Regions from separate parts of the Mus musculus genome. Here regions 1, 2, 4 and 5 are each linked to region 3. A link is a contact called in public Hi-C and promoter capture Hi-C data. All regions are on one chromosome and are shown on one strand. Each heading gives the region's core, a stretch centred on a gene start, on an enhancer-like site or on the middle of the called end of the contact. The rest is flanking DNA. Distances are from core to core; before and after follow the strand shown.

The links. Promoter capture Hi-C pulls out the DNA fragments that hold promoters and counts their contacts. Hi-C and Micro-C count contacts between places; a contact is called where the count stands out from the background.
Region 1: a contact with region 3 is called in a promoter capture Hi-C map of pre-B cells, with 4 times the contacts expected there. The contact joins the promoter of Mtmr6 here to the promoter of Wdfy2 in region 3. A contact is called at or near these places in 2 of 39 promoter capture datasets (the C10 cell line and pre-B cells), 4 of 484 Hi-C or Micro-C datasets (CD4 T cells, CD8 T cells and uterus), 3 of 115 datasets of contacts at active chromatin or transcription factors (bone marrow-derived dendritic cells, large pre-B cells and thymic regulatory T cells) and 2 of 9 other capture datasets (adipose tissue and liver).
Region 2: a contact with region 3 is called in a Hi-C map of B cells, with 5 read pairs. The contact joins the promoter of Ints9 here to the promoter of Wdfy2 in region 3. A contact is called at or near these places in 2 of 39 promoter capture datasets (liver and pre-B cells) and 1 of 484 Hi-C or Micro-C datasets (B cells).
Region 4: a promoter capture Hi-C map of pre-B cells shows a contact between it and region 3, with 4 times the contacts expected there. The contact joins the promoter of Ccdc25 here to the promoter of Wdfy2 in region 3. A contact is called at or near these places in 2 of 39 promoter capture datasets (the C10 cell line and pre-B cells), 2 of 484 Hi-C or Micro-C datasets (both in CD4 T cells), 1 of 115 datasets of contacts at active chromatin or transcription factors (astrocytes) and 1 of 9 other capture datasets (adipose tissue).
Region 5: a promoter capture Hi-C map of pre-B cells shows a contact between it and region 3, with 3 times the contacts expected there. The contact joins the promoter of Mipep here to the promoter of Wdfy2 in region 3.

Annotation. Positions count from the first base shown.
Region 1 is chr14:60,261,071-60,266,766 of GRCm38.p6, reverse strand. Mtmr6 (myotubularin related protein 6) reads right to left here and starts at 1,562. Exons shown (of 14, transcript NM_144843.4): 1 at 1,406-1,562. The coding sequence starts at 1,429. Gm38641 (a long non-coding RNA gene) reads right to left here. Exons shown (of 3, transcript XR_874661.1): 2 at 4,342-4,662; 3 at 2,860-3,096.
Region 2 is chr14:64,948,252-64,953,660 of GRCm38.p6, reverse strand. Ints9 (integrator complex subunit 9) reads right to left here and starts at 3,368. Exons shown (of 17, transcript NM_153414.5): 1 at 3,294-3,368. The coding sequence starts at 3,302. It overlaps Hmbox1 (homeobox containing 1), which reads left to right and starts at 3,804. Exons shown (of 10, transcript NM_177338.6): 1 at 3,804-4,084.
Region 3 is chr14:62,835,122-62,840,711 of GRCm38.p6, reverse strand. It overlaps Wdfy2 (WD repeat and FYVE domain containing 2), which reads right to left and starts at 3,022. Exons shown (of 12, transcript NM_175546.4): 1 at 2,655-3,022. The coding sequence starts at 2,791. It overlaps Gm26536 (predicted gene, 26536), which reads left to right and starts at 2,181. Exons shown (of 2, transcript NR_168886.1): 1 at 2,181-2,587; 2 at 2,692-3,811. Mir8098 (microRNA 8098) reads right to left here and starts at 2,991; the gene lies at 2,855-2,991.
Region 4 is chr14:65,836,020-65,841,647 of GRCm38.p6, reverse strand. It overlaps Ccdc25 (coiled-coil domain containing 25), which reads right to left and starts at 4,346. Exons shown (of 9, transcript NM_145944.5): 1 at 4,164-4,346; 2 at 1,153-1,200. The coding sequence starts at 4,191.
Region 5 is chr14:60,780,653-60,786,665 of GRCm38.p6, reverse strand. Mipep (mitochondrial intermediate peptidase) reads right to left here and starts at 2,100. Exons shown (of 19, transcript NM_027436.3): 1 at 1,796-2,100. The coding sequence starts at 1,978. It overlaps Mipepos (a long non-coding RNA gene), which reads left to right and starts at 2,117. Exons shown (of 3, transcript XR_001781278.2): 1 at 2,117-2,193; 2 at 2,305-2,652. It overlaps C1qtnf9 (C1q and tumor necrosis factor related protein 9), which reads right to left. Exons shown (of 4, transcript NM_183175.4): 4 at 5,797-6,013.

The sequences.
Region 1 (5,696 bases), core at 313-2,812, 2.6 Mb after region 3:
GAATCATCTAGATTTTCCCACCAGTGCTCACTTAGTGATCAGGGTGTTTTTAGTTCACTGGATTCTGTTTGCTTTCACTGATGTGTGTGTGTGTGTGTGTGTGTGTGTGAGAGAGAGAGAGAGAGAGAGAGAGAGAGAGATTCTCAGCAGCAAACAAGCAATGAGGTTCAGAGTAGAAGGCAGTTTCTGAGCCGACAGCTGTTAGGGCCCTGTGACAGGGACAAGAAGGGCTCCCATGCTCACTCTCATTCTCTTCCCTGCCTTAGCACCCTCTGCTGTACATCGAATCATCCTCCCATTTTCAAATTTTAAATGTCAGCAACTTAAACGTTCCTTCTCTTTAAATAAATAAATAAAATCTGCCAAGCAGTGGTGGTGCACACCTTTAATCCCTGCACTTGGAATCAAAGGAGGATAGCTCTCTGTAAATTCAAGGCCAGCCTAGTCTACAGTGCAAGTTCCAGGACAGCCAGAGCTACACAGAGAAACCTTGTCTCAAAAAAACCAAAATTTTGGAAGAGGAGCACCTCCACATTTCCTACAAATAGTATAGGCAAACTCCAAAATAAATCCTAACAAAAATTCATGTTATGTTATCCATAACATCAAGGACTGTGAAGCGTTTTAAAGAATAATGAAGAAAAAAATGCAGTTTATTCCCAAATGACCTGTAACTTTAAGACCTTTAGGACAGACAGTAAGTGACAGTTAAGGCTCTGGCAAAGCCCAGAGAGGTGTTTTTCCTCATCTTAAAAGGTCATTCACGCCCTTTGATCTCCATTTCTGTTTTGGCCCTTTCTGAGGCTGAAGTTTGGCCATTCTCTGAATTCTTCTCACACAGAAAAATTAAGCACGGACTTGACAAACAAGCTCAGTTATAGGAAAGTTCCATGGACCTTTTACAATATGACACAGCCTTTCTTTCCCCTTCTGCATAACTGCTGTCAAGTTGGCTCCCTACACTTAAGACAATGCCTAAAGTTGGAAGCACAGAAGTATCAACTCTAAGTGTCTGGAGAACTAGAAAAGTGAGTGGCCTCGGATGCGCTAATATTTGCACCGCGGAAAAGAGCGGGCGGGGCACTTAAACCAGAGCAAGACTGGTTCAAGAACAGCACAGCACTGATGGATAACTGGACCCACCAGCCTGGGGGCGAGCCAGGCGGCGATCGGCCGAAATCCCCCAAAGTAAAAAGCAGCCCCAGTCTTGTCCAAAAGAGCAAAGCTCGCTGGGCGGCCACCGTTTGCCGACTCCCCAAGCACCTCCTGCCAAGGCGCCTGCGCTGTCCACACGGCCTCCGCACCCCCAAACTGCCGGCCCTCAACGGAGGCCCCGCACCCCCAAACTGCCCGTCCGCCTCTGCCCAATGGACCCCGGCAGCTGCGAGGATCTCCCGCCGACTACCTTGGTTGTCCGGATGTGCTCCATCCCGGGGCGACGCCCGCAGGCAGCTGGCCTCAGGAGAGCACCATCGGGAGAGAAACGGGGCGGTGACAGCCACCCGCAGGAACTCCCTCAACCCGGCAGCGTCAGCCACCCCCGCCGCCGGTGGCACTGCGCAGGCGTCATCTGAGAGCTCTGTCGCCTAGAAACACTTCCGCAAATCTTAGCTTCAGAGGGGATCCTGACAGCCGGCTGAGTGTCGCCCATAGAGAGCGTATGCTAGCTGGGCCACATGCATGGCCTGTTGTACAGCGCCCTCTCTGATGGAGGACTGGTATTGCCCCGGCCAACCAAGCTAACCCACATGTTCAGCTAGACAAGGATCAGCAAGAGGGACTAGAAGCTTTTTCTAGGTTTAAAGATATTCCTTTTCCTGACCAAAAGGAATTTTCCAGTGAGTGCGAGACTGGATACCTCTAAATTCCAGGTTAAATTACATTTAGAAACTCATGGAGCACTGGGCTCCTGTAATGAACTATTAAATTCTATTATGATTATCAGTATTAAGTTTGAGTACATTTTGTATGGTCTTTGTTACCAAGGGGCAGGATATTACTCTTACAGGCTTATAGATAAGGCTGCACTTTAATTTAAGATGCTACATGAATGTCTTTTTTTAATTTGAAAGATATTGCTCAGGGTTGGAAAGATGGCTTATCTGTTAAGTTCTTTTTGTTTAAGTTTTTTTTTTTTGTTGTTTTTTTTTTTTTTTTTTTTTTTTGTATGTGAGTACACTGTAGCTGTACAGATGGTTGTGAGCCTTTATGTGGTTGTTGGGAATTGAATTTAGGGACCTCTGCTCGCTCTGGCCCAAAGATTTAATTATTGTTATAAATAAGTACACTGCAGTTGTCTTCAGACACATCAGAAGAAGACATCAGATCTCATTATGGATGGTTGTGAGCCACCATGTGGTTGCTGGGATTTGAACTCAAGTCCTTTGGAAGAGTGGTCAGTGCTGTTACACACTAAGCCATTTCAACAGCCCATCTGTTAAATTCTTATTAGAAACTTTTCTGATCTTTGTCTTTTGTAAATAAACAAAAATGGCTGGGATGGGCAGTTTGCCTTCCTAACGGGTAGCTGGTGTGCTCTCTCCTTGCTTCTCTGGCTGCCTCCTGCAAAAGACCTTTCAATTAAACCAACACTTTTAAACTGTTCATGGCAACCCTGGGGACCAGGAGCTGACCAAAACTTGATTAAAAACGCAGCCTATCTCTGGCTTTGCTTCTGGAATAAGCTTTGGGTCTCAAATCTCTACAACTGTACTTTGCTGTGTTCATGACAGTAACTGCCTCAGATCAGATTTCATCTACTATGTGTTATGAATTGTGGTGTCTTTACAGTTTGTACAAACATTGCTACTCTTATAGAAAGAGCAGTTTGATTACAGAAAGCAAAACTTTTCATATTTTCCTATTATTCCTTAGTATATATCAAATTAGTGTATCTTTGAATTGAGCTGTATCAGAAAAACATATCTATCTCTGTTCTACTCATAATTAAGTAGTAAAGATGTATGTGTACAAAAGAATTGTTTGTAAAAATAAATTTACCTTGTATGCTGGGGCATGACTTTAATCCCAGCACTTCAGAGACAGAGGCAAGTTGTTGCCTGTAAATTTCAGAGCATGCTGTTCCACATAGTGAGACTGTAACAAAAACAAACAAGCAAAATATTATCAGCAAATGTTTGATTTGTACACCTATTGTAAGTACCTATATAACCAAAGATAAATAAAAGTTTTTCTGCTGAAAAGGGTTCACGATTTAAAAATGTTTAAAAGATTTCCAAACAGGCCACCCTTAAGCTCTATCAATCAACTTTATTTGGTTTTGGTTAGTCTTCATTTCCTCCATAAGCAAGTCTTTTTTTTTAAACATATTTTTATTAGATATTTTCTTGATTTGCATTTCAAATGTTATCCTCTTTCCTGGTTTTCCCTCTGAAAATCCCCTATCCCCTCTTCCCTCCCCCTGCTCACCAACCCACCCACTCCTGCTTCCTGGCCCTGGCATTCCCTACCCTGGAGCATAGAGCCTTCACAGGACCATGGGCTCTCCTCCCATTGATAACCAACTAGGCCATCTCTGCTACATGTGCAGCTGGAGCCATGAGTCCCACCATGTGTACTCTTTAGTTGGTGGTTTAGTCCCTGGGAGCTTTGGGGGGATACTGGTTGGTTCATATTGTTGTTCCCCCTATGGGGCTGCAAACCCTTTTGGCACCTTGGGTCCTTTCTCTAGCTCCTTCATTGAGCAATTCTTTTAATAATTTGAGATCTTTCACAAAAACATATTTTTAAAAGGAGAACTTAAGTTAATGTTTGTCAGAAATGCAGTAACTATCAGTAAGAATCTGGCCAAATAACGAGATCTGATTAGGAAGCGGGAGCCAAGTTATAGTGAGCTATCTTTAGCCCCCCAAATAGTCACCAACTTATTGTCCATTTTTGCGTGTGACCTAACACCCTTATGACTGTTGTATTTATCCTTTTAGAATGTACAAAAAAGATCCCTAGCTTCCACCAACCCAAAGGCTAATACTGTTGTCAGAGAGCATCTGAGACCAAAGCAGAGACTGGTCTGCCTTGCTGTAATCTGCCTTCTGGATGTTTCCACTGATATAGCTGCAAAATGGCTTGACATATAACATTCTTTGTTCTATTAGTATAAAAGTTTCATACATTTCCTAACATGTTATAGCATGGTATTTGAGGTAACCTGGGTATGTGTCCCTTGAACATGTGTAGCCTCCCTTAAGCCTGAAGCAGGCTGAGTCAGAACTTGACCTTGCTGCCACTAAGGAGATTATCTAGAGTGGAGCTTTCCTCCTGCCTGTTTCCAACTACGGCCATCTGCCTGTTCATTGATTTACACCCTTTCATTTCTCTCACCTAAAAAGCAGCTTCTGAAAGCTGCGGCCGACTGCCTGCTGCATTCCTAGATTCTGATATCACTGCTGAACCTAAGCGAATCCAGCGCACGGGTCAGCACGCTGTTCCAGCTTAGTACCACACCCTTAGCAACCTTTTACCCGTTGCTTCGTGCCCCGGTACAAATTTTCTTTAATTCTTTTATTCTTCCATGGAGCTCTAAACCAGCAGTGTTTCTTCCAGTATCTTCTGCCTTTCCCAGGCCCCGCGTGGGATGCCAAATTGTTGCGAGCCGGCTAGCGGCTCACATGTCCGGGTTCAAGCCTGGGAGGCAACCTGGAGCTGAAAGAAAAGAGGGAGCTTAGGTGGGTTGAGAAATAATAGAACCAAGACAACTAGTCTGCTCAAGGTTCAAATGTTTAATGGCAGACACGCTTTATAAAGGAGGGGGAATCTGGCTCTAGAATTAACTTGTTAAGGCCTAAATAAAATGTTAAGGTCTGAATAACTGTTATCTGTCTAGCCTGACGTTTGGTATGGTTACCAATGTCATAAGAAAACTTTTTCATATGTTGTTACTGCTGTTACTAGGATGTTCTGTGCTTTGGTGTTCTTGGAAAACAATCACAATAGAAGTAAGTTAGAACTGCTTTCTATAGTCAGTCATAACAAGCTTGGGCAGGAACCAACCACCCAGCAACACTTCCTGCACCTATGTTGAGCTTTTAAGGTATTTGCCTTTATAAGCTGTCCCTGGGATGGACCCCACCATAAGAGAGACACCTGCATCTATTTAGAATAAGGCATCCACTTTGAATAGGGATCAAATAAAGTTTAAATATCCAAGACCTCCCTGGGAACTGAAAGACATGCACATGGGTAGCAGACATCCTGGTAGGAAGTTAAGACATGAATGTTAGGCAAGACAAGATCCCTGTACAGTTGAATACCCCAACCAATGCGAGTAAGATTAAATATACAACAAAGACATGTTCCTAGGGAAATCCCCTATCCCTAAATCCTGATGAGTGGAATAACTTGGAACGAATTGATTCAGCATTGCAGCCAGCTCCCGACTGACCTGTGGCCATGATTGATCAGTCCTGGGGCATAGCTCAATAAACTATCCATGTCTGACTGAGATCGGTGTTCATGTGGCTTATGCAGTGACTCCTGGACCCCAACAAACTCTTATTCTCTTTGAGAACTGTTCTTATGTTGGTAAAATGTGAATCATCAAAATATGTCTATTGTGTACAATTCAACCAAATGTAAGACAGTGCTAGGTCCCTTTCCTTTCTGTTTTTGAAGATGGAGAGTAATGTACTTCTGATTCTCTAATTAAAAATATCCTTTAAACCTTGATTTATATCCAA
Region 2 (5,409 bases), core at 2,119-4,618, 2.1 Mb before region 3:
TAATCTCAAATCCACTCTTTAACCTTTTACCCAACATTCCCCACAGACCTTGACAGATTTTGGGAAATTATATTTGTCGTAGTAAAGTCACAAACTATGTGTTAAGTCTCTGGGAATAAAATGTCTACATTAGGGAGAACAAACACAACGAAATAACTAAAAGTCCAACAAACAGAATGGTCTGCCATGAAAACATGTATCAGGGGTGCCTAACTCAAGAATCTCTTGAGAAACTATCATTCAAACAGTGTCCTGAACTATGTGAAGACAATAACTAAGAAAAGACAAATATGGTAGGTAGGTAATTGAATACACTTAAATTTCCAAAGACAAAAGAAAATAGAGTGAACTCAAAAGAACTGGAAAACATCCTACATGATCTGAATAAAGACATCCACGGTGAGAGCTAGTTAGACTACGTGTAGAGACGTTAAGTGGGACCATGCTCTCCAGAGCCAAGTCAACCAAGTTAAAGATTGTGCGTTTACCTGAAATGCAAAAGAAGGCATGGAATTTTGGAAAAAAAAAAAAAAAAAAAAAAAAAAAAAACAAGCTGAGATTCCCCAGAAGAGATCAAGACTGAATGCCGGGAGGGCACTTAGAAGGTGTTCCAGTTTGCTTGCCATTGCTGTGGTAAAACACGATGACCAAGCTAAATGTGGTGGTGCATACCTTGAATCGCAGCATTTGGGAGGCAGAGGCAGAGAGGCAGAGAGGCAGAGAGAGAGGCAGAGAGGCAGAGAGGCAGAGAGGCAGAGAGGCAGAGGCAGAGGCAGAGGCAGGTGGATCGATGTGAGTTCGAGTCCAGCCTTGTATACAGAGTGAGTTCCAAGATGGCCGGAGCTACATAGTGAGACCCTGTCTCAAGACAAAACAAAACTAAAGGCGAACCGAAACCAACCAACCAACCAACTAAACAAACAAAACCATAAACAACACCCACTGTGACCAAAAGGAGGCAAAGTGTTTAACTAGTTTAGATCCCGATCACATCCATCACGTAGGGAAGTCAGGGCCTAGAGGCAGGAACTGAAACAGAGGCTATGGAGGAAGGCTATTTATTGCTTGCTCCCCACAGCTTGCTGAGCTTGCTTTCTTATCAGCTTCAGGAACATCTGCACAGAGATAGTACCACAAATAGTGGGTTGACACCATCCACATCAATCGTCAATCAAGGAAATGCAGACTAAAGGGAGGCATTTTCTCATTTGAAACCCCTCTTCCCAGATAACTCTAGCTTTGTGTGAAGCTGATAAACAAAAACAATAACAAAAACAAAACTTAAGGACAGAAGGTCTTACTGAATTCCAAATGCCCAGTGAAACAAACCATCACAGTATTAGTAAGTAAGTAAGCAGTATTAGTAAGAAGACAGAAAAACAGACCTATTCAAGAAATTCTCATTAAGGGAAAAGAATCAAGATGTGGCTATCCCTCATGTGCACCTGTGAAAGTCTTATTTGTTTTGTTTTGTTTTTCTGAGACAGGGTTTCTCTGTGCAGTCCTGGCTGTCCTGGAACTCACTCTGTAGACCAGGCTGGCCTCCAACTCAGAAATCTGCCTGCTTCCTCCTCCCAAGTGCTTGGATTAAAGGTGTGCATCACCACTGCCCAGCAAGGGAAAGTCTTACTCAAAAACAAGACTTTGTTCAAAAGCATGTTTGTGTTTCACAATGTAACTCATTACCATCATGCTGAAGACCAAACCCAATGTATTGTGTGCATCCTAGGCAACCATGCTGCCACTGACATAGATCCCTAGTCCCTATAATATACAAAACCCATAGCCAACCTCACATTTTTAAAGCAGTAAACAGAGCTAAAATGTAAGGACCTGAGAAAGTTTATTCAAACCCTTTGGTAGGCACAGCACACAAGTTTAACCTACTGAGAAACTATTTTGATATTCGGATAGTAATTATTGGATTAATTATTGGATCTACACTGTTTGAAAGGGAAGATAATAATTAGAATACTTCTTTTTCTTTTCTTTCTTTTTAATACTTCCTTTTCTTGATTTCTTTTTCTCTCTCTTTTCTTTATCTTTCTTTCTTTCTTTTTTTGAGACAGGATTTCTCAGTATAACTTCCCTGGCTATCCTAGAACTCAGAGGTCTGCCTGCCTCTGCCTCCTGAGTGCTGGAATTAAAGGTGTGCCACATCTGGTTTCTTTTCGCCAGCTTTTGATTCTGAAAGGGAATGGCTAATTTTCCATTTGCTCCTTCCCTGCTTTAACCTCTGTGTATACGTTAAGCAAGAAGATTTTATGAGTAAAGCAAAAAGTACCTAAGTTCTGATACCCTCCCAAAGAAGTTGTTCTGAGAGGCCAGCCTGGGCTACAAAGAGAATTCCAGGACAGCTAGGGCTACACAGAGAAGCTCTATCTCAAAAAAACAGAAGAAGAGAAAAAAAAAAAAAAGTTGTTCTGGAATAAACGTTTCTGCATCGCTTCTCTCTTAAACAGAACATACCAAACACACTTCACTCTATTGAGGATATTTCTCTCCACGTAGCAATTAGGAAGATTCTACAGTAAGTTGGCAGTGAGAATGTAGGGAATAGGAGGGCGACGACAAGCATTTCACACCTGCGTTCAATTTCCTTATTACTCTATTACTTATTCCATTAAGCTTGAATAAAACAACTTGTTAGAACGGTGTGCTCAGAAAAATGGGGCAAAGCAAATATCTGAAAAGGCCACCTGTCAGCTTAGTGTTTTGCCACACAGTTACTTCTTCAGGAGGCATGTTTTATCTAGAGCTGTTTATTTCAAGCAGGCTTTAGACGGGAATCCTTCAAGGGCACCACCCTTTAGCATCTCTTTCTTGTAATTCGAACTGCAGTTAGGAGTAACAGGACATTTAGACCTTCTGTCTGATCGCTCCTACTTTCTGTTCAGATCGGAATCCAGCCTCGCAATATCAGTAGGAGTCCACTCAAGTGCTCATTAAGTGGAAAGTGGTTGATGATCTATTATAGCTCTCAGGTGCAGGCTGAGAAACATGACCAAACCAAAGTTTTGGAGCCTATCTTTAGCCCAAGGGTGAAGAAATGTAACATACAACCTCACGTGCGGCCAAAGGGATCTGCCAAACAGTAATGAAGACCTCCTGACAGATGCAGGAGCTGTGGGATGTGAGCAAGCGGGAATTCAAATCCCAATCGCAAAACCCAGCTCACTTTATAATTTTTAAGTGCTGACCTCCCTCCGTGATAAATCATGGTGGAGGCGACAGACTCCAAAGATATATAGCATTCATTACCTTTGCCCTCTGACTTAGTAGTGGAAACTCACCAGTTTCATATCGGACTTTTGGTTGTTCAGTACCAGTCTCTTCACTTCTAAAGACAGGGAAGGATCTTCCGGTTTAATCTCTATAGCCCAGAGCATCGCGGGACTTGGAGTCTTCACTCCTTAAGCATTTTCCAGAGCCTCACGGGAAATGTAGTTTTACTGCAGGTATCATGGGCACTGTGGGCGTCTTTCCTTTTCCTCCCTTTTCTCTCTAATCACCTCCTTCCGTCCGCTCAAATTCATCGCCGCCGCCAATTCATCCTTCCTTTCCATCCCAGCATGATATCATGTCCCTCATCTGGGTCTAGCATCCATGGTATTCTGGGATGTGTAGTCCGCACGATTTCAGCTCCCAGCTCCCCTCCTCCCTGTGGGAAGGCGTATGGGCGCAGTGCCTGCTGGAAGCTGTAGTTCCCTAGGGCCTCAGACCCTCAACTCTGCACTTTTCCTCTAGGGAACCGGAAACTACAACTCCCAGGGATGCCCAGCGGCAGCAGGTGGGAGCGGGGCTGTTGCTATCAATATGGCGGTTGTCAGCCAGACAAAGACAGTCAGTCTGATGTGATTGAGACAAGGGAGGTTTTCAGGGGGAGACTGGGAGATAGGGGCCTCCCCTCCCCCCTAGGCTCTTCCTGCGCGGGCCTGGAGCCCTCCTCAGCCCCTCCCGCAGGGCGCCCCGCGGTGAAGATCCCCTCCCCCTCCCGCCTTCCTCCTCCCTCCCTCAGCCTTGCACTGGGACGCTGGGGAGGGGGCTGAGCAGGGTGCAGAGAACTCTCAGCTGGATTTCCAAGGTGAGTGGGGTCGTTTGCAAGCTGGACTGCCTCAAGTCTCTTTTCCTCACTTCTCTCATTACTTTAAGGAAAAAAAAATGTCGAGATGTTTGGGGGGGAGAGAAAGTGAGTAGGCGCCACAGATGGGTCTCTGGAGTAGCCAGGTTGAGCATAGGGGAGCAAGTAGGGGTACTTCCGAGGGGGCGGCCGTGCGCGGGCTGTGGGGTGGGGCAGTTTGTGAGGGGCGGGCGTGGAGAGGCGTCGATGGCTTCCCAACTTCTCTCTGGTCTTCAGGACCGGCGGAAGGTTTGAATCCTGGAGTTGGGGGGTCTTCCTGCTTGGGAGTTTGAGAAACTGTAAGGTGGTTTCGAGGTGTGCTGGTTTGTTTGGGGAGTGTCTCGCTGTGTTTTAAACTGTGACGTGTACTTGGGTGCTGCGATCGTCTTGAAGGAATGTCTGTAGATGGTAAGTTAGATGGCTGGAGTCAGAGATAAGCGGCCTGGGCTTGGGAAGCACGCAGGAGTCCCGGGCTGGACTTTTGGTCCAAGGATCTTGTGCAGGGTTTGGGGGGGCTCAGTAACTCGTTAGTGTCTGGGCGCCCAGCTCACACTCGGTGCCCTACTCTGGGCCAGTCTCCACCCCAAACTCCCGGCAGGACTATATAGATGATGTGATGTGGAGATGCATCTTTGCCTCAAGTCGGCAGCTAAAGGTGGGAAAGGAAAAGTGTCTCTTAGTATTTTATTCCGGAACCGTGTTTGGGTTACACTATTGGGGCTACTTTGAAAGGAGTCCTCCACCCACCTTCACCCCGAAACAGTAAGTAGAGGTATCTTGTCATCTTCATGCTCAGTAGCTTGCCAGTTATTTAAAATTCGGGAACGTGGGGCTGGGAATCTCGAGTGCTAAATGCCATCCGCATCGCTGTCTTCTAATGAGACAGAACGTCTGCTCTGTATCCTGAGGTAGATAAGGCGACTTATTTTCGTAGTTGAAAAAACTGTTGGAAATTTTTTGCGGAGAAGAGGGTTGACTGTGCGCTGAAAGGCGCTGTGGTCTTTTTTTGTTTTTTGTTTTTTGTTTTTTGTTGTTTGTTTTGTTTTTTCTTCTACCCCACCCTGTTCTGTGTCACAAATGCTTGAAAACTGGTATGGAAGAGTGAGGAAGCATTGGGTGAGTGAAGCAAAGAATGCACTTAGCAGTAAAGATACACGCTTCGTAAAGTTGAATGATAAAAGTGATTGCTATTTTTATTTTTGTCTGAAGCTTAAAAAAACCCTCGTCTGTTATATAGGGTATAGTCACGTGCCCCTTTTTCTGGGGACCTGCAGATAATAGAAATCTTT
Region 3 (5,590 bases), core at 1,773-4,272:
TATCTTAAATGTAACGGTTTTATTACATAATATTCTCGGCCAGGGGGTGTGACTCAGGGGTAGAGAGTGCTTACCTAGCATGTCCAGACTTCAGAGTTCCATCCCTAGCACCACACACATACACAAAACAAAACCTATACTCTAAAATTTCTGCTACTCAACTATGTAAGCACCTTGAAAAGACTTGGTCATTAACATCGCTGTCACCCATTCGCACAAATGCACACGCGCGCGCACGTGCGCGCGCACACACACACACACACACACACACACACACACGATGAGAACACACTAGAAACTTTACTGTCTGCTGGGATGACTGAAGCAATGCTTGAATTCTCAGTTTGAACGTGTCTAAGGCCACCTAGTCCAATACTTCCCCCACGAAGGTCTACTTGTCTACATAAGGTTTTCACAAGTCATCCAAATACTCACTCAGCAAACATCAATGAATCCAGAATAGTTAAGTACTGGATTCTTAGAAATGGGGTGGAGGGAGGTCCTACATCAGTCACTGATAAAACAAGTAATGAGGGACTCCTGTGTGCCAGGTACTATGTAGCTCCTTAGTCAGTAAAGGACACAACGCTTCCTAGAGGCCTCACAGAAGACAAAACAGACATAACATAGGTATATCACTGCTTAAAACAAAAATATTAAGCTTTCTCAAAGGTGCAGATAAAGGCTCCAATGAGTCTGAACGGAGAAAGGGAACTAGGATTTCCTAAGTAAAATGCTACAGCGCACTATTTGTAGCTGACCCTCATGGTTCAGTAACGAACTGGCAAAGCAGCTAATGGTAATGGTTTTGCAAGTGTTGATGAAAATCAATACTCCATCTTCCTATCTTTAGCATTATATCAAGCGGCACTAACATTGCCTTTGAAAAGTAAGAACACAGATCAATTCTTTCTTTTAGGGCAAGCCATATCTAAAACTGCCTTAAAACAGCTACATTCATGGTTGATTGACCCGAAGAAGCAGAGACTTGTCAACCTGAGTAACAAAATTTACAGAGACAAGGACCCAGCATTACTGCAGGGGCCCGATTCCCGGTAACTCCACAGTAAGACAAATTCTGTTATGTACACTGCAAACCAGGGAAGTGAGAGATCATTAGGCACTGCACTTCCTTTGTGCGACGATGAACCGAGACGTGCTCTTCACTTTTCTGCACATATACTTTAGCTTCTCTAGACATGGAACATTACCTCCACTAAAGTTGTTTCCTTCAAGGAAAATACATTGAAATGGGAATCAGACGTTTCTAAACTAATAGCATGGAGCTGAGGTCTGGACAACCTTTCTCCTCCTCCTCCGATTGAGTTTAATGAACTAAAGAATTGCTTACAAATCGGGAATCAATCTCATCTCTAGTAATGGAAAGGGGAAGTTATCAACATATTCCTTCAATATATTTTATAGAAAATATTCCAGAAAGATAATCCTTTGATGACAAATTTTAAGCCCAGAAACAGTCTAATGCAGTCTAAGCATGTTGCACCAAAGGAAAAAATTAAACACTGTCATAAGACTTCTTTATGAATCTCTAACGGCTCCCACATCCACGTCACTCAGTTTCTTCAGTTCTTCCTGGACTGACTGCCATTAGCATATGTTCGCAATGTTTCCCCACAGATCTGCATAGGAAATGAAGTAGGCGCCATGCATATCAAGAATGATGCAGAGGTCGATATGCAATATACACATGCAATACACTCTTCCTTTATATTCAAGAACCTAAGAAACAAATCAAGTAAAAAATGTTTGAATTTACATTAGGTGCTGAAACGATTTTTTTTTAAGTGAGCACTTTTTGCTTTATCTTTGCAATTTTAAGAGTCACAGAATAACTCTACCTCGGCATGATACTAACTTATAATAAGAAAACCTAACTGCCTGTCTGAAGCTAAGAACCCAGACAGTTACATACCTCTGCCACGCTACAACTGATTTTAAAATGCTTGTAGATATTACCCAAATAGTAATTTCAGATATCTTACCCTATCCCCTATATTCAAGCGGCATTCCTCTGGAAATCAAAAACACAGCGCAAAAGGGGAATCCTGAAGGCAGAACCAGAGCTACTTCTGCTAATTAAGCAATCTTGGAAAGGAAGTAGGCAAAGGGAAGGAACTCAAGCAGTTGTCTGCAAAAGTGATCCCTTGCAACTTCCAGTCACTTCCCCTTGAGCTCCAAGACATAAACTTTTAGGAAAGGAAGGCGCCACACGCAGAAGCCCAAAGTTACTCTCTTCACAATTTAATAAGTCCTTGGGTTCGGTGAAAGATGTCCTGGAGATACACAGATTCGGTGAACCGTATAGAAGAAAGAAAATACGTTCCCTTTCTCGTTTGGGTAACCAAACAATGGACCAACTAGCAGCGCCTCCAAATCATCCCGGTGCATGGAGGGTCCTTTAAGCTAAAACACCTGCAAAGCTGGGCGGCTTCTCCCTCTGCCCTTCCCATCCCCAAAACTGGACCAGGTCTGGTGTCTCCTGCACTGTTAACCCAAGGGCCACTCGGACTCCGCCAGGGACCAGTTGCTGAGGCCAAGGCCACCGCGCTGGGAACTGAACCAGTAGGTGCGGTCTACCCTCCCACCAAGCCAGGGCCGGACCTCCGCGCGGCACGGGGACAAGCAGTCAGTACCTGTCCTCCGAGACGCTGATGACACCCTCTTCTTTAGGTACAATCACCGCCATGTTGACCACCTCCTGCGACCCCTCGACCCGCTGCAGCAGGATCGGCTTGCGGGTCAGTGGCTGGGGCTGGATCTCCGCCGCCATCGGAGGGGGCGCGCCCGGGGAGCAGCCGAACGCGCCGGGGGACTTGGCTGAAGAGAACGCTCAGGCTTGCGCTCAGGATCGGGCTGCGAAGCGGAGCGGGCCTTTGGGAGCCAGCGACCATAGCCCTGCCGCCTGTCCAGGGAATGTGCCCGCTCTGGCTTCCAAAACCAACACCGCCGCCACACTAGCCGCAAGCCGGCGCCACCTAAGAGAGTAGGGGGCGGGGAGCAGGGGGCGGGGCGGGGCGGGGCCCTGTCGCAAGGCGGCCAACCCACTTCCGGAGGATGGGCACTAGCAGCCAATGCGCGTGCGTCAGTCCAGGAGCCACTTCCGCCCCGCCGCCCGTAAGTAACCGAGGCCCGCAGTGCTGTCAGGACGCATGCGCCCCGCAGTCCTTTACTTTCCCTTCCACACCCAAAGCTTTGTCCCCTCCCTCATAAAAAAAAAAATCTGTGAATGCGCGTGCCCAGAGCCCCACCCTCTCCAGACTCTGGGGGCGGGGAAAAGCCTACGTCAGCCGCACCGGAAAAGCGCCTGCAGGAAGGATAGAGGCTAAACTAGTTGGGACGTGAGTGTGCATGCGCGCAGATGACTCACCGCTAAGTTTTAACAATAACACACCGGAGAGGGCGCTGTGCTGTCGGCCGTAGAGAAACGGCTCTTGCCAGCACCGCGTGGACTCTTGGGGGTTGTAGTTTCCTCCATCCTCGACGTCCTTGTTCTAGAAAGCAGTAACGCCCACTTCTCAGCCCAGGAGAGATGTGGGCAAACGAAACTCTGCGCCTTCTGTGGGTTATTGCCCAAGTCAGAGGCAGAAATAGTGTAGTATCTAAGAGGGAGAACTAAAGAGCAAGCCCTGCTGAGCAAGACTTCTCTCGGGGTCACACTGCCACCGGTTTTAGTGAGATATGAGGGTAGAGGAAGAAGAGACTCTCATACAAGCTTCTTTGAGGGAGTTTAGAGATCATGGTATCAATCTTCTCTTTGTATTATGAATAAAGGACTCACACTTGAACCTAAGTCTTTTTGTCCAGTCTTGTTTCCAATCCCTAGCAATTGAACATTTTTGCTTTTCCAGTGACAACGGACAGTTAATAAATACAATCACAATATAATATAGAATGACTGTAATAAGGAGAATAAAATGTTGACTGGGCTATGGGGAAATTGGAACTCCTTTACAATTCAGGTGGGGATGTAAAACAGTCTCTTTTGGGGGGGGGGGAATGTAGTATTGCTTCAAAGGATAAACATTGCTACTGTCAGGTCCAAAAGAAACGGTGGGGTACTAGATATCTGTGATTTCCATTAGCATAGCAAAGCAAGGCGAACCTTGAAAGCAAAATGCTAAATGAAAGGAACTAATCATAGAGGACCGTTTATTTTATGATTCCACTTACGTGAAATAATCAGACTAGTGTTTGTACAGAATTGAGAGAGAAAGGAATAAAGCAGTCAGAAGGCTGTCTTCCGTTCATGTATGTCTGTTCGCCAGGTGTGTGCCTGGATCCCTGGAACTGGAGTTATGGAAAGTTGTGAGCTCTAAGTGGGTGCTGTGAGTCAAATGTAGTTCTGGAAGAGTGTCCAGTTCTCTTAACTGCTAAGTCATCTCTACAGGCCCAAGAGAACTATTTTTTCTTTATTTTATAGTGTGTTTGTGTTTGTGTGTGTGTGTGTGTGTGTGTGTGTGTGTGTGTGTGTGTGTGCCTGAGTGCCAATATGTGTACCGCATGTGTGCGGGAGCCCAGCAAGGTCAGAAGAAGTGGACCCCCTGAAACTGTATTTACAACCTATTGTGAGCTACAATATGGGTGCTTGGATTTAAACCCAGGTCCTCTAACAAGTAATCTTAGTTGCTAAACCATCTTTTATAACCTACTACCAAGGCTATTTTTTTTTAAATAAACGTCTTTTTCTTTTAAAGATTTATTTACTTATTATATGTAAGTACACTGTAGCTATCTTCAGACAGACCAGAAGAGGGCATCCGATCTCACCACAGATAATTGTGAGCCACCATGTGGTTTCTGGGATTTGAACTCAGGACCTTCAGAAGAGCAGTCAGTGCTCTTAACCGCTGAGCCATCTCTCCAGCCCCCAAGGCTATTTTTAATAACTGGATTAAAATGACTTCTTTTAGATCAACTTCTCAGTCTTTGATGGCCAATTATGAAAGGGTGTCTGTCAGACAAAGAAAGCCAGGGTCACAGGAGACTCCACAAACCATTTTAGTAACAAACAGTATGTATTTTTTTTCTGGCACATTCCACAAGCAAAACTGGTAATAAAAGACTGGGTGGGCCGGGCAGTGGTGGCACACACCTTTGATCCCAGCACTTGGGAGGCAGAGGCAGGCGGATTTCTGAGTTCAAGACCAGCCTGGTCTACAGAGTGAGTTCCAGGACAGGGCTACACAAAGAAACTCTGTCTCGAACCCCCTCCCCCCCCCCAAAAAAAAAGACTGGGTGGGGACCTGGGGCCTCGGAGTCATCTGATGAAATGATGAAATACCCAGAAATTCAGCTGCATACAGCATTCTGAGACCCACAGAGGTAGTGGGTCAGTCATAAATAGAAGTTAAGTAATGGCTAGCTGTACACCAACCTAAATTCAAGAAGGAATTTAGGAGCAAGGGCCAAATCTGTGGCAACTGAGGAAAGATACAAAGGGCTGTGGAGGTAAAGGAATTGGTGTTTCACACCAAAGGAATGAGATGGTGCGTGAGGACTTCACAAGGTGCCCTGAAGCAAATTGCTGAAACTGCTTAAGCCCTGTCTTCTCCACCTCTAAGTTATGGGC
Region 4 (5,628 bases), core at 3,097-5,596, 3.0 Mb before region 3:
TCTGCCACCATCATGCCTGCCTACATGTGCCCTGCTCCTCACCTTGATGATGATGGACTGAACCTCTGAACCTGTAAGCCAACCCAATAAAATGTTGTCCTTGTAAGACTTGCCTTGGTCATGGTGTCTCTTCATACCAATAAAACTCTAAGACACTGCATACAGGTCCTTTTCCTTAATCTAGACAACCCTCTGCAGTAGCTACATGAGCCTTTCATGTCTAAGAACTCGGAGGTCTGAAGAGGTTGCATAACTGCAGCTTGTTCGCTGGGGAGCTGATTCTGGCGTGACTTCAAGCTGTCTTTTCTAAACCCTCACACTACCTGTATTTTCCAATCTTGAGGAATGACACTCTTCTCTCCAGCTCCTCCTGAGGTTCAGCTTCTCTCACCTTCACTGTGAGGATCAGGGTTGCAAAACTCTGTGCTGTCTTGACCACCAAGAAGGTCAACTTGAACTAGTCAGAGTGGTTCATATTCGTAAGCTCCGCACCGATCTCCAGAGGGTGAGGCAAGAGACTGACTGAATTCTAAGCCTCTGCGCTATACAGAGCGCAATCTTGTCTCAGAAGTGAAAACAAAAATGTAGCTTAGTTGTAGTATTTGTGTTCGGCTTCAGGAGGCCCTCAGTTCTACTATCTCCTATAATGCTGGGATGACAGACATCCAAGGGACACATACTACAGCTAAGCTACATGCCAGGCCCCGCTGAACAGGACAAGCAGAGGAAAGACAGAAAGTCAACCCTCATAGAAGTAGAGACTACTGGTGGCTGGGGAGCTCTGGGAGACACTAGTCAATTGGTAAAACAATGATCTATTAGGAGCACTTCTGGAATTCTGTCGCAGGGTAAATACAGTTATCAAAGTCTATGCTACAGCAGCTAGAAGACAGGATGTTGAATACTCTAACTGCAAAGGAATAATCAATGTTTGAGGTGACAGATATGCTGTGGATTTCAACTTGATCACCACACAATGTGTGCACGTATCAAAACACTGTATTTGAAATGTGGGCAACTGTTGTTTGTCCAGTCTAATTTTCAAAAGGAATTAAATAAATCAGTAACAAAACACATAAACCCAACAACAAGGGCACAGGAACAGCACTTACCTGCCTGGAATTTCAAAATCAAATGCTTTTGTAAACTTACTTTCATATTTATCCTTTCCCATGTAAATAGTGTAAGTAGATGAATTAACTAAAATAAAACAAAAATAAAAAGACAATTAGTGGGGACCCATTGCATGGCCATGGGCCATACCTGGCTCACCTACCTGCTCTTATGCATCCTCTGAGTTAAGCATAAGATGTATCCTTTTAAATGACTGATAGCAGCAGGCCAAGACTAAACTATAGACTGCATAAGTCTTTTTTTTTTTTTTTTTTTTTTTTTTTTTTTCTAATTTTTCGAGACAGGGTTTCTCTGTGTAGCCCTGGCTGTCCTGGAACTCACTCTGTAGACCAGGCTGGCCTCGAACTCATTAAGTCTTACTGAGCGTAAAACAGTAACTTGTCCCCAAAGATGATGCTTAGCAATGCTTACTGCTGAATAGTTGCTTTCCTCCTTTTCAAGAAAATATCTCTATTTTTAAATTTCTCTTAAGGGATAAAGTTTAATGGCAATTTCCAGCTCAGCCCTATACTTTTGCCTTCTTCAACGATAATGACAATAATGACAACAACAACAACCATTCCCCATAATGAACAACAATCTCTTCTACAAACATTTAAAAACAGATCCCTACACATGGGAGACAGAGGCAGGTGGATCTCTGAGTTTGAGGTCAGCCAGGTTTACAGAGTGCGTTCCAGGACAGCCAGGGCTACACAAAGAAACCCTGTCTCAAAACAACTATATAAAAACGTGTGTCTATGTGTGTGTGCATAGTATATGTAATGAATATAATGTATTCTTAAAACTTAGCTAGCTGGCATTGCTTATATCTCATTGTGCTACGATGGTGGATGCCCTGTTCCACTCAGGGGAACCACAGTTCTCAAACTTCTCCAAACACTGGCTCTAACGCCCTCCAGCTACCTCAAACAAGCTAAATCCTAGTTTTTACATTGAAGTAATGAGCATTTTGTTGCTTAGAAAGCTTTCCTTAATCTTGATTCTAAAGTACAAGATTAGGACTGAAAGAACTAGGTACACACCCTACCAAAACTTGCTGGACCCTAAATGGAGCTAAATTTGTGAGATGGTGTTCAGTCTACAAAGCACAAGACCTGGTAGATAGAAACAGAGTTGGCTGGAGAGTCTGTACCCCTGAGCAGAACACACACAGGGCAGTGATGGTGTTGTATGCCTATAGTCCCAGCATTTGAGTGGGAGAAGGGTCTGGAATTCATGCTGTCCTTAGCTACGGAGGCTGGCTTAGGGCAGTCTGGTCTATCTGAGACTGACAAAAAACAAAAAACAAATAAAAGTTAAGAGACCATACATTCGCTGGGCGGTGGTGGCGCACGCCTTTAATCCCAGCACTCGGGAGGCAGAGGCAAGCGGATTTCTGAGTTCGAGGCCAGCCTGGTCTATATCTATAGAGTGAGTTCCAAGACAGCCAGGGCTACACAGAGAAACCCTGTCTCGAAAAATGCAAGAGAGAGAGAGAGAGAGAGAGAGAGAGAGAGAGAGAGAGAGAGAGGAGGGGTGGAGGGAGGGACCAAGGGACCATACATTTAGAAGGCCAGGGAGTTTCTGCCCCCACCTCCTGGATCACAGGATTCCAGGAGTGGACCACATACTCAGTTTCTGTGGTATTAGAGATCAAACCCCAGACTTCAGGAATACTAGACAAACACTCTAACTCAAACAACTGTCTGTCACTCCAGTTCCAGGGGATCTATCATCCTCTTCTGGCCTTGATAGGCACTAGGCACACAAGTAGTATGTAGATGCGCATGTAGGAAAAATACCTACAGACATAAAATAATTTTTAGAAGTAGCATGGCTACAAAAAAGAAAAACAAACAAACACCTCACACTGAAGGACGCTTCACAAAATAATGCTTCAGTTAAAAGTATCATGAAAGGCTAGGTAGTACATGCCTTTAATCCCGGCACTGGGGAGGCAGAGCAGAGGGTAGCATGAATTCAAAGCCAGCCTGATCTACACTGTGAGTTCTAGGCCAGCCAAGGGCTACATAATGAGATCCTGTCTCAAAAATAAACAAACTAAAAAGTACTAAGAGACAAAACCACCAAACAATAACTCCAGATCTGGGGACCTAGAAAGTAATGCCAACGTCAGGGAGCCTTCAGGCAGGAGAGTCTATGTTTGAAGCAACCTGAGCCACTCACTGTCTCAAGAAGGGGCAAAAATCAACACAGCAGCCAACTGTGTAAGTAGGGCACTATGCTAAGGAGACAAGACAGACTGCCCCTCAAGAGACCTGCCCGGTAGCTCAAGCAGACACCTTTTAATACCACATGAGAGCAGTCCTAAAGGAATGTTAAGGGGGGTCCAGAAAGAAATGCATATTTTATCTTGACGAGGAAACTGGGTCTCACACAGTGTCTTCAAAAAGGCAAGCGCTATTTTAATGGGGTGAGAGTTTAAAATTAGAAATTGATTCTGGACAATATGGGCAGAGAAACTAAGTTGACGCGGCATTTCCTGGAAACCGAAACAGCTCTTTCTGGCCTTCCAAAACCAACCCAGTAGCCTTAGCAGACGTCCACTGGACCATCACCTCTGCCCAGGGAGGGGCTGTACTAACATTCCAGCCCTCCGATTGCTCTCCGCGGCACCCCAGGCCCTCCCTGCGTAGGAGGGCAAGCTACTCTTCCTGCAGGAGACATCTGCTGGCACCTGTCGCACTGGTCAAGCATCGCTCCAAGGTGCGGGCAGAACGCTAGGGCAAAGGCTTGCGACGGGGACGTGGGGGACTAGGCTGGAACGCACACACGTCCAGGAAGCGTTGGCGGGTCTGTCAAGTGGGGACGAGAATGATTACCGGGTATAAAGAAAGCGGGGGCGCATTCCCGCCGCGACCACCGGGGCCAGGGGACGACCAGGCAGCCGAGGGGACGGCCAAGCAGGGAACCAGAAGGCTCTGGGAGAGGTGCCCGCGGAAGGACGCGGTTCAGGACTAAGTCCAAGCCCAGCGCGGCGGCTGGGGAATGCCGGCTTTGGAAGCAGGGGCCCCGGCGTCACTCACCGCTGCTGCTGGTGAAGTAGAACACCATGATCCTGGTAGAAGAGTGGCGACTCCTACTCAAAACGCGAAGCTTGAGATACCGCCGGCGCGAGGGTGAGCCGGCTTCCAGGCTCTCCTCAGGACACTTCCGGCGGACGTGCCGTCGCGTCACAACGCCGTCCTGTCAGCGCCATCTTTAGTCCTGGCGAAGGGAAGGGTGTTGGCGGAAGAGCAGGTGTCCCGGGGATTTTGAGGATTCCGCTCAAGCGTCTGGTTGAAAGAAATTAGCTGGGGAAATACATCTTGTTTGAAGTCATAAAGAAAAAATACTAAGGGCAGACTTTATTTTCAGAGGCTCTACTAAGTGGACACGAGAGTTGGTCATCGCTTTTTATGTCTTCCCACTCAACCCAATATGGGCTCCATGCGTGCAGAAACTGCCTTTTTCATGCATGGTTAAGGGTCCCTGTAACCATTTCCTCAGGAGGCACTCAGTAAGAACCAATTTTTTTAAAAGATTTATTTATTATTATACGTAAGTACACTGTAGCTGTCTTTAGACACACCAGAAGAGGACATCAGATCTCATTACGGACGATAGTGAGCCACCATGTGGTTGCTGGGTTTTGAACTCCGGGCCTTCGGAAGAGCAGTCAGTGCTCTTTCTTACCCACTGAGCCATCTAACCAGCCCCAAGAACCAATTTTTAAATAAACTCATTCTCCCATTACTTGACATAGGTGAGGGTTTTGTTGTGTTTTTTGTTTGTTGACTTGACCAAACTAGTCAGAATAGAGTTAGGTAATGTTCATCAAACCCTATCTAAGCCTGAGATGGCCTCAGCAAGAATACAAGATGGAAGAAATGCTGCACTGTCTTGCCCAGTCAAACAATGAACTAAATTGCATCGAGGACAGAAGGTTCTCAAATGAATTGTTACTGTTACTACCCAGAGACACTCTCCTTTTTTGGGATTCCGAGTAGGGCTATTTTTTGTTCCTTTAAATCTAATGTCTGCTCCTTATTACCTACAAGACTGAACAAATACCAAACTTCTGAAGTTCAGAACCTCTTGCTATAAATTTACAAAATTCCACAGCCTTCCTAGGTTTGACTTGGAAGTTTTTCTTATTTCTGATAAAGAAAAAATATGAGAGTCCATTTCGGGCTGTATCCCTCCAACAAGCTCCAAAAGTCAGACCACACAAAAGGGCTACAGAAAAGGAGTTTTACCGTCCCTGGAGAGCCTAGTCTTTCATAGAGCAGGAAATTCTAGGCAAGTAGAACCTGATGGTAAAAATGTCCCCTCTTTGGCTTTAACTCTCTCAAAAGAAGAAACTAGCCAGAGTCTCCCACTAAGCAGTTTCCACTATTGTTCTAATTCTTTCACTTTACAAAACCCACTATCATTCTGGGTTTCCTGGTGCTGGTCAATGTTGTAGGCTATCCACCAGAGAAGACTGCTCCAACATGGGTTTAAACCAAT
Region 5 (6,013 bases), core at 851-3,350, 2.1 Mb after region 3:
CTAATCTAATGCGAATGACCATCTTTGAACAGCAGCTGGAGCACCAATCCTGGCGCCCTGAGAAAGCTGATGCTTAATATAACGCAGGCCAAAGTGTGCCATGTACTTTACACAGATTCTCTCAGCTAAATCACACAGTTCTAGAACCGGGAGTACATTCCCCTTTTACGGATATGGAAATACGCTTTAAAATTCTTTTTGTTTCCTGTGACTGAGTCTGGAACTTCAGATCTTCTCATCTATGCATCCCAAGTCCTAAAAGCCAGGCATATGGACATACAGGCACCTATACACACAAACAAACAAAAACATAATTAAAAACAACTTGGGAAGAAGGGCTGGAGAGATGGCCCAGTGGTTACTGCTCTTGCAGAGGACCGGGGTTCTATTCCCAGCATCTTATATGGTAGTTTACCACCTGTTTACAACTTCAGTTGCAGGGGATAGAACACCCTCTTTTCGCCTGCACGGACACTGCGCATGTGGTGAATTTACATATATTTGGGCAAAACACATAAAATAAAAAAATAAAAAAAGCTTGAAAGTCAAATGTTTGTGGCATGCAACTATAATCCCAGCAGTCCTCCTACATCAAGATAGAAACAAGAAAACAGCCCAGAAGCTCAAGAACCAAATAGGAGCAGGAACGATAACCTGAGTATTCAGTCCAATAGCAAAACCAAGAGAGACTCCACCTCCAAAAGGTTGAAGGTTACAGATCCGGAAAGGCTGTCCTCTGGCCTGCGCCTTCCAGACCTGCATGCATTCACACACACACACACACACACACACACACACACTAAACAATGGTTTAAAATACAGGTGAAATCAGTTCTATTTCATCCACCCAAAACCAAGCTTATCTTTCTGCTAAAAGGCACTTCCAACACCAACTCCACTAATACCAGCATCATCGACCTTTATGGGTTTTGGAGGAAAATTTATATAATAAGAAAGAACTTTCAAATAGACAAAGTTAAACACAGAGATATGCCATGAAGTACAATGAAGCTATATCCCAGACTTGTCTTTAGAAAGCTGCCCAACAGTGAAAAGATAAAAAAATAAAAAAACACTTTTAGAACCCACCTGGGGGTTCATATATCAGATGTTTATAATTCATAACAGTAGCACAATTAGTTGTGAAATAGCAACAAAATAATCTTATGGTTTGAGGTCACCGCATCGGGAGGAACTGTATTAAAGAGTCACAGCATTAGAAGGGTTGAAAAATCATTGTTTTAGGACAAAAATCTTTCCTCAGTCTTCCTGCCTTTTCCTCATTCATTATCAAGTGTCCAACACCACCAAGGGCAGAGTAGAAATAGCCAAGCAATTCTGATGACTTCGTAGGCTATGCAATAAACTACAAAGCACGACAGGAAATCTGATTTTTCTCAGTAGGGTTCTGTAGGTGCTTTCTGTTTTACCGCCGGTTCTTAAGCAACTCAGGCTAGTCTCAAAGTCAGTTCGGAGCCCAAAGGACTGTCTTTTGTACCCTCTTGCCTCTACCTATCAAGACTGTCTTACAAGAGCCACTATGCCTAGTTTAACAGGTTGTTTCAGAGCAGCCTGAAGTGGACAATTAAGGTGTGATGGAGTTTTCAAAGCAAGAGTGTCGTTACAAAGCCAAGGGCAAATGTGAACTCTGAAGCCAGAAGGAAAAGAATGGAGCTTGAGTAGAGGAAAGGCTGAGTTGCCGCTGGGTCAGCCGCTCCGGGGTGCGCTTATCCCGGCACAGTCCCTTTTCAGCCAGACGCGGAGCCCGCGCTGCCCAGACCCACGGCACGCTCACCCGGCGCTCCCCCAACAGGTTCCATAGGTGGCTCTGGGGCTTGACGTTGAAGGCGGCGCCCACCGGGGACCAGCTAGTACTGACGTCCCGGGCGCAGCTCCGGCCTGTGCGTCCCTGCAGAGCCGCCGCGGCTCCCCGGCCGCACAGCCGGCGGGCGTACCGTGCCCCGGCCGCCAGCAGCATCCTCCGGACCCCGGCTCTGCCAGGCTCGGGAAGCGCGCGCCCCGCGTTTCCAAGGCAGCAGCCCACGCCGCGGAACTCGCAGGGCAGACCCGGACTTGAGCACGCTAACAATCGTTAGGAAGAGCGTCGCCCTCCACGCCTTCTGAGCAGCTCCAGTTTCGTAGCGCCCTCGTGTGTCTGGAGGAAGAAACGTCCTGGATTTGAGTTTGACAGTGGTACTAGGGCACAGGGAGAAGGAAGTCGGGTCAGGCATTGGAACTTTTTACAGGTGCCAGGAATGAATGTGAGAACTCAAGATGCTTTCTTGATGCTTTCTTGATTCTCAGAGGAGACTCAATGGCGGCGCGTGAAAGGATCCAGAAGAAACCACAAGCAGTCGAAATCCAAGGCACCTGTCTTCTCCAAAAGTTGTTGAAGTCACTTCCATGTCTGCATGCCCACCAGCTATGGTTGTGTATAGCCATGTGAATTAACTATTGGAGAATTATCATCTATTTTGACTTTGGAAACTATTGATACGGTCTAAGGGTTTTGGAATGATATAGTCTAGGAGTCTTGGTCAGGTTTGTTGTTTCTGCCAGCCGAAGAATTAAAAGGCAGGAAAAATCTGAAGACCAGCATGGAGCAGCAGAGAAATCTTAAGCATCGTGGACAGAATTAGGAGTAGAAGGAAGGTGAGTGAGGTGTGTGTTTCCTGCAACAGGCACACAGAAAAAGACTCTCTGCAAAGGGGACTCAGAAAGCTGGAGAGAGAGAAAAAGAGGGAGAGAGAGAGAGAGAGACTCCTCTCAGGGGCTGGGTTTATTATTATTATTATTATTATTATTATTATTATTATTATTTTAAGCCTCTGCAGAGCCTTCTGCTCCTAATTTAGGGCTGGAGAGTTTGAAGAAATCTAGGGTGGTTGGTTGGCCCAGAACTGTTGTGTGACATGTCCTGACCCAGTCTTGACTTCATTGAGCAGGTCCATCAGCAATGGGGTCTGGTGGTGGGAGAGGAAAACGGTAGGTTGAGGAAGAAGCTGGGCATCTTGGAGATTCACCACCATCATCACCTAGCCATGGTCCCCCCCCCCCTTTCTCTCTGCCTGCCCACCAGGGAGTCGATCTAACTCCCAGTGTCTCATCACGATAGTCTAAAATCTAAATCAGTACAGACAGGACTAATGTGAAATGTCCTACTGCGAAAATGAAAGGAAGGCAGAGGCTGGGAGGGAGGGCATTGGGAAATTGTGGTCGAGTGCCCGGGAAAGTAGAAATGACAGTGCAGACTTGGGAAAGCTTGGGGAAGTCTTTCTACACCCCTAGCCTTCTCCAGAGGAAGGACAGCCACACCACCGTGGTTCAGGGTGTAGGGTCCTGCCGGAAGCAGAGCTTTCTTTTGAAGGTGCAGTCATCTCTCCTGCAGAAGGTGACGTGAGGGGTGGCAGTCATATCTGCTTTATAGACCTTGGTAGGGGAGAAATGAACATTTTGAAGGTTTTGTGTGTGTTTGACTGGTTTGCAGACAGGCTCTCACTCCGTGTTCCAGGCTGTAACTCACCATGTATCCCAGTCTGAGCTCAAACTGGCAGTCTTGCCTCAGCATCCTCCTGGGTGCTGGGATTCCAGGCAGGAGCCACCATGCCTAGAAGGAAGGGTTTCATTATGAGAAATTCGATTTTTCCTTGAGAGATTGTTCTGGGTAGAAGGGGGGGGGCAGTAGACAGAAAAGGGACTGTGGTATCCCAGCCTTTGGGAGGTGGGGTTGAGAGGACACAGAGAGAGAGGCGGGGGGGGGGGGGGGGGGGGAGGGAGGGAAAAAAAAAAAAAGGCGGGGGAGGGAAAAAGGCGGGGGAGGGAGGGAAAAAGGTGGGGGAGGGAGGGAGAGAGGCGGGGGAGGGAGGGAGAGAGGCGGGGGAGGGAGGGAGAGAGGCGGGGGAGGGAGGGAGAGAGGCGGGGGAGGGAGGGAGAGAGGCGGGGGAGGGAGGGAGAGAGGACACAGGAGTAGCTTAGAGTGGTGATAGCATGAGTTCCCCTCACAGTGGGGTGGATGGAAGCAGAGAGAGTTCAGTGCTGGTACTTAGTTTAGCACTTCCTGTGTTCCTTTCTCTCCAGTCTGGACCCCAGCCCCTGGAACAGTACCACTCTCTTTCAGGACAGGTCCATCTCTCTTTAACTGAACCTTTCTGGAAAAGCTCTCACAGTAATGACCAGAGGGGTGTCTCAAAGGCGCTTCTAATATTGGCCATGTTGACAGTGAAGATTAGCTAGCCATCACAGCCAGGGTTTGGAAACCACCTGTAAAAGCATGTTCATTCCAGTGAGCATCTGAGTTTCGGATACGTGTGGACAATTCACCATCACTGCCAGGTACCCAGGTGGGCCGGAAGAAAATCTGCCTGAAACACTCCCTAAGAGTCCCGCAGTGAGATCGCATAAGGAAGTACAGCGTTGTGGCAAGACTGACCATTTCAAATACTGGGGTTTTCCCTGCTGGGTTTCAGACTGGCTTGAAACTCCTGGGCCCTTTTTGCCTCTCCTGTCTCCCTTTAATGGGCATCTTATGTCTAACCTAACACTGTACTTTGAAAGCAAATAACTTGCCGGACTAAAGATTTCCATCTCGCTAGATTCTTCCCAGATGTCCCACACAACAGGTCCCTCTTGTTGCTGATTTAAATGACTTCAAGGATGATTTTTTTAGGCATAAATGATAATGCTGGAATTTTGTATGTTAGGGCAGGTCTGTTGACTGATAGGACATAGGAAGGACATCAACCTGGAGGCAAGTCTAGAGGACAGACTATTGTGGGTAGAATTGTGTCTCCCTATAAGACATTTTTAAAGTACCAAGCTCTGCTGGGCGGTGATGGCACACACCTTTAATCCCAGCACTCGGGAGGCAGAGGCAGGCAGATTTCTGAGTTTGAGGCCAGCCTGGTCTACAGAGTGAGTTCCAGGACAGCCAGGGCTATACAGAGAAACCCTGTCTCGAAAAAAAAAAAAAAAAAGTTAAGTAAAAGTACCAAGCTCTGATACCTGCAAATCAGACCTTATTTGGGGTAGTGTCTTTACAGATACAATCATATTGGGATGGATCTGAATCCAAAATGACTGGTGTACTCCTCATTAGAAGAGGAAAATTTGGGCATGTGCTGTTACAGAAGGAAACCAATGCAGAGCTACAGGCAGAGACACTGAAGTGACGCACTTCAAACCAAGGGACTCCAGGGGCTACTAGAAGCTGTGTCAAGGAAGAACCTTCCTTCAGGGACTTAGTCTCAGTCTTGCTGACATGGGGACCTTGCACTTCTGCTTCCAGAGCCATGACAGGATGCATTCTGACGTTTTAAGCCATCCACCTTGATTATGGAAGTCCGAGAAAGTTATTATAGATTCAGCCCAACTATTCATTGAACTGTGTAGCATAGACACACATGTTAGAAAATAAAGTATCTGAAGCCTCCTGGGGTGTCTCACTGACATCAGCTTAAAGCTGCTCATCATGAAATGGAATAAATATTTGTTCCTGGTGTTGAAAATGGAACTCACGCGTGCTCTACAAACGCCATGCCTGCTCAGCTGTAACCCCAGCTCATTGACCATTGCATTCCCTAACAGCAGACATAATACAGCCCTTAGAGCAAGACCGTGGCATCAGCACTCTTCCCACCACCCACGCATGCAAAGGATGTCCTGGGTAAGGGAAAGGTGATATGTGAAATACATCGTAACAAGCAGGCTGAGGACAGCTCCATGGCAGAGCTTCTTGCCTAGCACGCACAAACCCTGGGTTCCGTTTCCAGCATGAAAAATTAATCACAACAGACAGGATCACTGCTTATTCTTTTACTCTTTAACAAGTGACACACATGCAACTGTGGCAGTGCATTGTGATGAAAGTACCCCTTGCATTACTGGGGTGGTTTGAATGCGGAGAGAGAGGATGGTGCCCCCTAGGCTCATATGTTTGAATGTTCCAGTTAGTGAAACTGTTTGGGAAGGACTAGGCGTGGCCTTGTTAGAGGAGACATGTCACTGAGAGAGGCCC